Regions from separate parts of the Gossypium arboreum genome. Here region 1 is linked to region 2. The links are chromatin contacts, called in public Hi-C maps. All regions are on one chromosome and are shown on one strand. Each heading gives the region's core, a stretch centred on a gene start, on an enhancer-like site or on the middle of the called end of the contact. The rest is flanking DNA. Distances are from core to core; before and after follow the strand shown. Region 1 has its middle 95 kb from the start of LOC108460845. Region 2 has its middle 4.0 kb from the start of LOC108459662.

What was found. Hi-C and Micro-C count contacts between places; a contact is called where the count stands out from the background.
Region 1: a contact with region 2 is called in a Hi-C map of leaf, with 2.0 times the contacts expected there. The contact joins two enhancer-like sites. A contact is called at or near these places in 2 of 5 Hi-C or Micro-C datasets (both in leaf).

The regions. Positions count from the first base shown.
Region 1 is chr4:15,902,506-15,908,495 of ASM2569848v2, forward strand. It overlaps the pseudogene LOC108458369. Among protein-coding and RNA genes, the nearest start is that of LOC108460845, 95 kb to the left of the region's middle. Within about 2 kb of position 2,811, at least 2 of the 2 cell types and tissues checked have an H3K27ac peak or open chromatin away from gene starts, as enhancers often do. A contact at or near this core is called in leaf, where this site is marked.
Region 2 is chr4:15,705,521-15,711,560 of ASM2569848v2, forward strand. No RefSeq gene overlaps it. Among protein-coding and RNA genes, the nearest start is that of LOC108459662, 4.0 kb to the left of the region's middle. Within about 2 kb of position 3,196, at least 2 of the 2 cell types and tissues checked have an H3K27ac peak or open chromatin away from gene starts, as enhancers often do. A contact at or near this core is called in leaf, where this site is marked.

The DNA of each region.
Region 1 (5,990 bases), core at 1,561-4,060, 200 kb after region 2:
TAGTAGAAAACGCAATCTTAGTAATTTAAAGCCATGAGGTCGCGCTGCTTATATCCATGAGCTTACTCACGACATGACAAATTAAGTCCAATAGGTAAAAATAGTATATTTATAATATACTCTGAACATTCAAAATAATATGTGTTTATAGGAGAACAAGAAAATGAAAGCGTTACTGAATTTGAGTCTCGATATGCCATATTTCTAGAAAATGATTTTCATAACAGAGGTGACACTAAACATGATTCTTCTCTTTATAAAATAGAAGATGTTGGTGATTTGATTAGTTCAAATTGGTTATTACATTTCCTTATAAATGTAACAATGTTGCCTTATTTGATTGGAACTTAACAAGAGATGTTGAAATTCTTTCACAAGAATCTCATGTTAAGTGTGGTAGTCGTAGACATATACCTCAATATTGTTTTAACATAAAGAGAGAAGCTTTCATGATTACTCAAAAGATAAATGGATGAATGCAATATAAGAAAAAATGGAGTCAATGAGATCAAACCATAATTGGGAATTGGTTGATCTACTAAAAGGACGAAAAGCAATCGGGAACAATGAGTTCTCAAAATTAAGTGTAAATCTGATGACACAATTGAAAGATACAAGGCACGCCTTGTAGTGAAAAGTTATACCCAACAAGATGGAATAGACTACAAAGAGTCTTTCTCTCTTGTCATGAGATTTACCTTAATATACTTACTTCTAACAGTAGTAGCAAGTTTAAATTTGGAGTTGCACCAAATGGATGTGAAAACTGCTTTTCTAAACAGAGAGCAAGAAAAAAATCTTCGTGGAGCAACTTATAAGTTTGGTTTATAAAAGTCAAGAGCACAAAGTGTGCAAGTTACTAAGATCAATTAACAATCTTGAGCAATTTTTTAGATAGTGGAATATAAATTTCATCAAATAGTGGTATATAAAATTTCATCAAACAATCATTTTGTATGATTTTACCATATTGATGAAGATATTGTGTGTATGTCAAAAAGACAAGGACAAGTTTATAATCTTGTCACTTTACGTGGATGTCATACTATTGGCTAGAAACAATGAGTATATAGTTACGATAAAAGATTGGTTATCTTCCAACCTTGAAATGCAGGTTACATTCATAGAGTAAAGATTACTCAAGATCATTTTAAGAGGACCATAGCTCTTTTGCAAGAGTCATACATTAAGAAAATCCTTGAATGATTTAGAATGAAAAATTGTAAGCTAATTGATACCCTTGTTGGAGAGGTGAAAACCTAAGCTTATCCACAAGAAAAGGCTCAAATGGACAAAGTTCCTTATTTTAGTGTAATTATAAACTTTATGTATACGAGGTTAACCCCATTAGAAAGCATTTAAAAGGATATTAAGGCATCTCAAAGGCATAGTGAACTACTAGCTATGCACTAAGAAAATGATCTGTATCTAATTGGAAATATAGATAATTATTGAAAAGCAGATTTTATGAAAGTGAAATCTATCTCCAAACATGTTGTAATCACCATATTTTGTCGTTTAATCTTAATTTGAGGACTAAGCTCATTTTATATTTAGATTGTTATTTATTATTTAATCTTAATAAAATTAGTATTATTTTCATAGGAAGATCCAATAATATAAGCATGTTATCAATTTTCTTTTCTTTCTTTATTATATTGTAAAATAATAAAATGAGAACAATTATGGAATTCTATATGTTCCGGCTGTTAATGTTATATTATTTTATAAGTTTTATTTGTTGATATATCTAAAATATTATATTATAATTAGGGCGAAGCCGAACAAATTTTAGGGGACCGGATAAAATTTTAATTTTTTATAATTTATATCTTTATAATTTATAAATGATTAAATCGAATTTTTATAATTTTAAAGGGTCAAAATACAATTTTATTTTACTAATATAAAATTTTTAAAAAAATTTTAAGAGCCAAAAAAATTAATTTACATTTTAGGAAGAGCCGGCCCATGCCACCCCGGCTTCGCCCCTGATTATAATGCTTTTATGTGTAGCATAGAATTCTATACATAGTATATTACTTATAGATATGCGTGCATGTGGAGGTTATGATAAATAAATGATGTACATGCCTGTATTTAGAAAGTGTATGGATCTTTGCTGTTTGAATCATGTAGAAAGAATTTGAAAAAGGGATAAGGATGAGGCCATGAGGGAGTTAATATTACTGCTTTGAAGTGGGGTAAAAGACGTGGGTGAGTGGAGTTTTAAACCTGAAAGAATGCTGGAAAACACTAAAAGCTAGCGGGAAAGACAAGGAAAAAAGGTATCAAATAAGCTATGGACCTACAACTTTAATTGATTATTAGAAAAAAAAACCTAAAACTTTAACTAAATTTCTATTTTTAATAGATATTATTTTAGAAATGATCGTAAAACAAGATGATGATTGAACTACATCACTTGCCTGAATTGGTGTTCATCAATTTTATGTCCTCAACTAGACGATCCAAATTGCAATACGAAGACCCACCAACAGTTACACATTGTTTGGCATAGTTGGCCATTTTGGCAGCTGATTTCACAAATTCCTCCCTCTTTTCCACCATCAAATCATTCACCATCTTCTCAACAACTTCCCTATCACACAAATCCTTCATATCTAAACCCAATCCCCACACTCTACTCACAAATCTGCTATTCAATTGTTGATCAGCAAAGTAAGGCCAACAAATCATAGGCACTCCTTCCACCACACTCTCCAATGTTGAATTCCATCCGTTATGTGTCAAAAATCCACCAACGGCCTCATGAGCTAACACCTCTTCTTGTGGCGCCCAACTCACTCTGTATCCTCTTTTTTGAGTCCCTTCGATAAGCTCGATCGGTATACTGACCCCTTTATCATCTCCGCCGCCATTTTCAGGCATGTTATCGGCCTTAGAACCCATAAAAACCGTTTCCCACTATTGACAAGCCCGAACCAGAACTCGAAAACTTGCTCCCTTGACAACACTGCAAGGCTGCCAAAACTTACATAAACAACGGATCCTTTTTGTTGCTTATCAAGCCATGACAAGCAACTTCTATCGACTTTTCGAAAACTATTCGAGGATGGACCGGAAGATGTTTGATCTGACTTGAAAAGTCTAGTCTTCAAGTGTAGATTGAGAGGTCCAATTGTGTAGATTTTGGGAAACTTAGTTCGCATATGGGATAATATTGGTCCTTCTAGGTCTTCAAAGGTGTTTAATAACAGTCCGCGGGCTTCGGAATTTTTTCTCGTTTCTTGAGCGATCTGTTGGAGAATTGAATCTTTGGTGTCGCTTGCTCGGCAAAAACTTGGAAGATCTCGACATCTAAGAAAAGCTTCCATGCCTGGAACACTTGTTATTAGTCGATCCATATCTTCATTTCCTTCCACAAACACATGTAGCTTTGTCAGAGGCCTTATTTGATATCAGAAATCACATGTGTATGTCTGGAAAGTACAGATTTACAACATAGATATGTAGTTAAAAATAAAATACTGAAATTTAAATAGCTAAATATATTATTATATATGTAATTTCATGTCAATTTATTATTTTTACATATTACTCATTAAAAATTTAATTAATGAATTAATGACTGTGATTTGTATTAAGATTGAAATTCCAAAATTCGAAAAAGTATAAAAATTTAGAATGATCCAAATAAAGAAAATAAACTAAATTGGAAACTTTATGAATAGTACAAGACGAATAATTAAATTTAACCAAACGAATTTAATTACTACTGCTGAGGTAAGACTAAAATTTTATATTTTAAAAATAAAAGAATAAAATTGACTAGTTTAAAAGTACAAAAACTAAATCTATAACTTTTAGAAAGTATAAGAATTAATAGCAAAATTAAATTATATATAAAACACGGTGAGGTGGATACACACGGACTAGAAATTTTATTAAAGAAATCGACCCCTATAAATTTGAGACAAATCAAAACCGGGATTTTCTCTCATCGTAGTGTGAACCCAAACTCTAATAATTAGTGTAGAATTTTCATTTATCTTCGCTTCCAGAAGACACTGGATTCGAATTTGAAGTTTAAGAAATAGCGTCTTATGATTGATGGATGAGTTAAGTTATTAAAAAGAAAGGAATAATACCTTTGATAGGAAGCTCCCCAGCATGGATCATATCAGGGATTGCAAAATAAGCCCAGAGACTGCAAGCACTAATGGTACGAAGCTGAATGATGGGAATTCCAAGCTCATCAGCAATATCAAGTGCGAGCCCTAAGACCCCATCTCCTATAATACAATCCACTTTCGGCTTACTATTAACCAGCATTTCCTTGAAAAGTGGTTTGGTTATCAATTCCAAACCATCAAAGAGCTTCCTCACAAAATCACCGCCTACTCTGGGATGATCGTCAGGGACACCATCTAGTATGGTCTTGAATTGGAATCCCGCATATTTGGCGAAGCGGGAAAGAATATCGGCGTGACGAAGAAGTTGTTGATGGATGAAGTGGGAGTTTAGGAAGGTGACCTTGAGGCCTGCATGTGCTAATAGCTCAGCTAGCTTCAGCATGGAGTTGACATGGCCTTGTGCCGGGAGAGGGAAGATTAGTACATGAGATGATGATGTGTGTGGCTGTTGTTGTTGTTCTTGCTCCATTTTCTTTTGCAAGATTTGATTTCTTCTACTTGCTTTATGATTGAAATACGGTAATAGGAGGACCATTTGGTTTGCCATACCGAGTGGACATGGTGAATGGGAGACGTGACCGACAGGATAGTTGATAGTTACTAGAAGGATAACGTAGTGAAAAAAAATGATATTTCTTTTAAATTTTTAAAATATAAAAATTGTAAAACTTGATAAAAATCATAACAAAATATAGAAAATAAGATAAAAATTACAAAATAGATTATAGAAAATTATAGAAATTATTTATGACTTAAAAGGGTAAAAAAATAGCCCACTTGGATGAAATTTAACAATTTCTCTCTGCTCATTTTCTACTCCTTGAACTTCAATTAATTTTATTTTATTTTGATAATATACAATTAAATTATTACTATTTACCTATCCATAGTAACAACATACCCACATCACACATATATTTTCTTCATTCACCACTTCAACATAAAAAAAATTAGACAAATTACAAAACATGGTATAATTTTAGAAAATATTTTTCCCTAAAAACATGGTATAATTCTAATAGCACCAATTAAAATGAAAAATAAGAGCTTTTCTTAAACTGTTAGAGAATGCTTAGACAAATTTGAAGGAGAGAAAGTTTTCCGGGTGATTATATTTACGAGCTTTGTTGCATAGTGTTAGCATATTATTAGGGTTAGAATCGAGTGAAAATATTTTAAATTAATTAAGTTCACGAGTTTTACTTTATCATCTTAACTTAATTTGAATTTTTTTTCAAATCGAGTTGAGTGAAATAAAATTTGAATCGAGTCGATCTAGTGAAATTGTTCGAGTTAAATTAAAAATATATATGTTAAATAAAAATATTATTATAATATAACTAATTCTATATTAGAGCACATAAATTTGAAACCATATATATTTGAAAATTTTTCAAAGCAAAATAATAATAAAAATAAGTTACTTGAGTATGATAAATTTAAATCATTAATTAGGTCCCTACAATTATTATTTTACAAAATATTTAAAATTTTAACTTTTTATATATATTTTAGAATTTTTTAAAATATTTATATATTTTAAAATGTAAATTTTGAAATTTTTATAAACATTTTGAAATTTAAAATTATTTTGAATTATTTTGTAATTTTTGTTGAGAAAGAGATCAATTTGCTTATTTTCAAAATTGATAAGGACCAAAAGGGGTATTTACACCAATTTGTTATTCGAATTGTAAAATTCAACTCGACTTGAGTTATTCGATTTGATTCGAATAATTCAAATAACTCGATTCGATTAACTCAAAATTTAAAAAAAATTAATTTTTTTAAATCGAATCGAGTTTTGCTCACCCCTAACTATGACGAGGCACC
Region 2 (6,040 bases), core at 1,946-4,445:
TTCGAATAGTTCAATGATCATGTTGTAACTTTTTAAAGTTAAGTAACCAAAAGGTAAATTTAATAATAGTTTAATGACATTGGATATAGTTTATCCTTAAATTAAAAATTAATTATATATTAAAAATAATAAATTACTGAAATTTATATTTATTATTTAATTATTATATGTCGAGTAATAACAAGTTATTAAAAAAAAGAAAAAAAGAAAAATTAATTACATCATATAATTTGAATAAGCAATGGCGTTTTGTAAAATGATTTGTGGTTTTGTTATAAGATACATGCACATTAGTATCACGACTAGATTCAATTTATTTTATGAATTGAAATGGACATATCATGCAACAAACATCTGTTAGGGTTTGCATCGCAATTCGCAACAAATGAGAGAAACAAATACATTCTAGTATTTTCATTCTATCTTGTCTATCGGATAAGAATGGATCCTTCTGACAAGATGCTTATAACCATTCAAGGTTTAACTGAATGGGCTGAAGACGCATAACAATCGTTGAATCCTTGCCAGATCTTTTTGGTTAGGTTAGGTGTACGTAACCAAGGGAGGTTTAACTGTGCAGCCATAACATTTGCCCTCTATTTGTGACCGCACAACTTTTATCACTATCATCATTACTTATCCAACCAGGCGCACCATTGCTTGCTACAACCCATACAAAATCACAAGTAATATATTTCAAACTCCAAACCACGTTTTCAACTGTCCCAAGACTTAACCACTTCTCACACCATGCAAAATATAACTGATAACAGCAGAGCTATGAGACAGTGGGGAAGCCAGGGCTGGTAGGATTTCAGCCCCTAAAATAAAAAAATAAAAAATTCATTTAGATTTTTACATTACATGAAATAAATTTTCTTTGAAAGTTGAGTGATTCTTCCAATGTTTATATTTAAAAGTCTTCAAACTTCAAGTTTGATTATTTTCAACTCCTCTTTTTAGGGATTTCATAGAGTCCAAGTCTAGTCATTGATATTTTTAAATACAAATTATTCAATGATTCCATAAGACTAATCTATCATTCTTCTCTTTTTATTTCACTTTAAATCTTTATTTTTATCTTTATCTTTAGATTCAATTAATCTTAATTGGAGTTTTAGTCAAATTCGCATTCCTAAAATCCACGTTCATCAAATACAAGGATCCAATTCACTGTTCTTTCCGACTTGATTCTCTTCTTTTAAATTTTAAATTCTAACTTTGTGGTTTCTTGTGCTACATCCTTGGCTTTTGCATCAATAGGTGGTTAAAGGCAATTTACGTGGTGATGGTGCCAAAATTCATTGGAGTTAACTTGTTGAGGAGTCGAGTAACTCAAGTAGTAGACCAGAAAAGTTCTTTTTTTTTTCTCCTTCTAACAGTTGGAGATGTTTTCGATATCCTAGGACAGGTGTTCAAGACGAGAGTGTTTAGGAGTTAAAAGTCATTATCAGCCTATTGCATGTTTATAGTAAGGGTTAGGTTAATATTTGAATCAATTATTATTATTAAATTACTTTCAATTAATAATTGAATTGAAAGTTTTTAAATACAATCAAATCGAATATTTCAATTAATTTGGTCGGTTAACCTAATTTTATATATTTTTGTTTTTAGTTAAAATAAGTATAAAAATATAAAAAATTATATTACTAATGTTCATTTTCTTTTATTTAATAGTTCAAAAACTTTAAATGAGGTGAAGACAACAAATAAGATATTAGAAATATTACGAATTATTAAAAGTCAACAACTAAACACTACATAAGTCTTGAAATTAATAAATATATTTCAGTTAATTAGTTAATTGGATTAATTACTGGATTTGAACCAAATTAACCGATAATTAAATTTTTAAAAATCATTAACCAGCTTGACCGATTAATTAGATTTTAACCTAACTGTGAATGTTTTTGGCAGTATTCTTTTGGCCAAGTATTCATAACTATTAATGGTTTGTTTAAGTTAGGGGCGACACCACCTCCTAAACAGGAAATTTTATTTTTAATCCTTTAAATTTTTAAAATTGTACATAATAAAATTTTACTTTTAACTTCTAAAAATAATAAAATTATAATTTAATCCTTTAAAAATTATAAAATATAAATCATTAAAATAATAAAATTATACTTTAACTCTTATAAAAATATACAACTTAATTTCAGTCTTTCCATAAAAATTTCCTACCTTCGTTAGTTCAAGTGGAGTTTGACTAAGGTGCTAAAAGACACAATAATATTAATTTTATAGTTTTATAATTAAAATTATAATAAAATAAGAAAATATTTGATACACTACTACAAGTAGAGTCAAGAAGTTAACAAGTATTTTATAGAGTATAATAAAATATTAAAATATAAGTATTAAAAACACAACAATTTTCTAAGATTATTTGTAAAATAAAAATATATACCGATAATATACCAGATACTAACTTATAAAATAATTTTGTTTTTGAAGAATCAACTGGGCTTTTATAAAAGACTAAATCAGAAATACATAAAAAAACAGTCAGCCATATTAATGGACTGAAACCCAAAAGAAAAACAACAAATAAACTTGAAAAAACTAAAGAATCAGGCCTAACCGATCAGGAAGGCCCCCTAAACAAAACAAAATTCAAATAAATAATAAAAAAAAGGAAACCTAATTAAATGCCCCGTCAATCACCACAGTTGGATGCCATTTTCTCTTGTCTTTTCATGTCACCATTTCAGCTTTTATGATAACAGTTCCCAAACATATCTTTACTCTTCTGCTATCAATTTCTTTGAAAACCTCTCTCATCTCTTTCATCTTGACTCTTCGGTTCTCAACCTGGCTGCCTTAGTAACGATGAGCATGGTCCGGATCCTCCCCCTGCAGGTAATATCCTATTCCTCTCTTCAAGGCTTCTTTGGCAAGGAAATAGGCACAATCATTTTCTGATCTAGGGATAAAATGAAACTCGATATTCTGAAAATAAACCTTTTTGCTTTGACTGTCTCTGATGAACGCTCCTATAGTCAATTTGTCCGGATCTTTTGATTGGCATTTTTTATCACTGTTTTAGAGTCCCCCACTATTTGTAAACTGTTAAAACCCATTGAAATGGCTAACTGAATCGCTTGTAACCCGGCATCTGTTTTCGCTGCTAGCGGTGTCGGTATATCGGAGTGGATAACCGTTTTGGATACCAAGATCACACCCCTTTCATCACGGACAGCCAGACCCGAAGCAGATCTGGAGGATCCCTTGTCAAAAGCCGCATCAAATAAGACAGTTACCCTCGTGCTTCTTGCCGTGTATTCATGACCTTTATCAACATTTAAGCTAAATTTTTTCTGTTCCACTCCATGCAACTCCGAAATGTAGCTGATGACTTGATTTGAGATATCTCTGCTTGTAGAGTTCTTTCTTTCGTAAACTAGCTGATTTCTGCATGTCCAGATTGACCATAGTACGTAACAGAAGAGTCGACATTGCTCAATATTTCCTCGTCTAAAAACCCAGGTGAGCCACTCCCATATACTGTTAAGATCATAATGACATACCCAGGCGAGATTTAAATTTGACCACACATCTATTGCTGTAGGACAGTGCCGGAAGATATGGTTGCTATCTTCCTCAGGGTTATGACATTTGGGACAGATAGCTGCTACGACCACTTTTTTATTCTTGAGATTTGATAGAGTAGGAATATAGTTCCATGAAATTCTCCAGTTTGTAATTTTAATTTTCGGAGGGAGATGTAAATTCCATAATTTCCTGTAGAAATCTCTAGTCTCAGTTTGTAAATAATTATTACTAGGACCCGAATTAGCCTCTTGTAATAGTTTATAGGCACTTCTAACTGAGAATTCGCCTGATGATTCCCCCCGGCACACACTTGAAAGTCTTCATAAGTTGTCTCTGCCAGAGGGATCTACAATATTTTTCTTTGCAACGTCTGCATTAAAAGTACTAATGATTAAATCTGTATTCCAAGTTCTGCTAGCTGGATCAATCAAATCTGATACTGTCTTAATATTTTCATTACTAGTCCCATTCTGTAATCTGTCTATTTTAGCTCCCAATATCCATAAGTCACCCCAAACGGAAATACGTTCCCTCGTGTCAACCCTCCAACATAGTCCTTTATCCAAATCCCTTTTGCTGCCCAGACACTCTTCTAGGTAAGCGAAGGTAAATTTCCTAATTGCGCATTGGAGAAATCTATATTTGGATAATACTTTGCTTTTAAAACACGATTAAGCAAAGAATTGTGAAAATTAATAAGACGCTACCCTTGTTTGGTTTCAAAGAGCATAAACCATTCCAAGTACACCAATGAATGCCTCTTTTATCTCGAATTTTCTGCCACCAGAATTTTGCAAAAATGCCTTCTATTTCAGCACATAGAGATTTAAGGAGTAAGAAACATGCTATACTATAGGTTGGAATGGCTTGTAGAATGGCCATTATAAATACCACTTTTCTGCCTTGAGATCGATGTTTAACACTCCAGCAATCAATTCGTTGTTTAATTCTGTCTCTCAAATTTTGAAATGCCAACTTCTTTCTTCTGCCCACCTTATTAGGAAGACCAAGATATCTTTCTGGGACATTCGAACTTCGTACTCCAAGAATCCTGAAAATTGTTGTTATGTCCCCCTCCTAGGTATTACTACTAAAGAAAACTGTAGATTTGCCTTAGTTAACGCATTGACTAAAACAATTCTCATATTCCAGCAAAATTTGCTTCAGTGATTGAGCTCCTCTTTCTGTAACCCCCCTAAATAGTATGCAGTCATCTGCGAATAATAAGTGTGAGACCTGCGAACCACTTCTACTTACCTTGACCCCTCTAAGTATGTTTCTTCTCATAGCCAATCACATAAGAATAGAAAGACTTTTCCCACAAATTAAGAAAAGAAATTGACTCAAAGGGTCACCTTGTCTTAATCCACTTGTAGGACAAAAGCTATCTCCTACATGACCATTGAAAAGCACCGAATAAGAAACTGTAGAGACGCACTTCATTAAAGAGTCAACCCAACCTGGATCAAAACCTATTCGTTTCATAATTTCTCCGACAAAAACCTATTCCACTCTATCCTACACTTTATTTATGTCTAGTTTTACCGCTATAAATTTTTTTCCCCTTCTTCTGCTTTAAAGTGTGAAGGATTTCATAGGCCAGCAACACATTGTCTAAAATCAATCTCCCTGGTACAAACACACTCTATGCAGGATCTATGCATTTATCAATAACACTCCGAAGACGATTTATGATGACCTTAGCTATCAACTTATAAAGCACATTACATAGGATAATAGGTCTGAAATGAATAATAGTTGAAGGATTTGGTATTTTTGGTATTAAAACGATATTAGTTTTATTAATTAAACTGATATCCATACCTCCATTTAGAATTCCTAGGCAAAAGGATGTAACATCTTCCCCAATAATTGGCCAACATTTTTGGTAGAATAAAGCTGGAAGTCTATCTTCTCCTGGCGCTTTCGTTGGGCCTAATTCGGATAAGGCCTCTCGAATTTCCTCCTTTGTATATCTTTCTATCAGTCGAGAGTTATCCTTTTCGGTTATACATCAATCAATTCCTAACAAGAGATGCTCGTAGTTTCCACTCCTTCCAGCTGCAAATAGATTTTGAAAGTAAGATCTAGCAATTTCTTCTATTTCTCAAACCTCTTCTGTTTCCCTACCATTCTCATATTTCATTCTGTGAATGATATTTCTTCATCGTCGTTGTGTCGCTTGATTATGAAAAATATGGTATTTCTATCTCTAAATTGCAACCAGTTAATTCTCGCCCTCTATTCCCAATATCGCTCATCCTTCTCTATCTCAAAATTAAGTTGAATCTTCGTATCAATAAGTTCTGCCAAATTTTCATCATTCATTTCAGATTCCATCAGTTCAACCAATCTGGCAGTTAACACCATCTTTTTTCCTTTAGTGCTATACCTAATTTGACTAGCCCATCTTTCCAGCCCTTCCCTTACCCTTTCCAATTTCAGTAACAAATCTCCTATTGAATTTTTCCAAATACTTTTT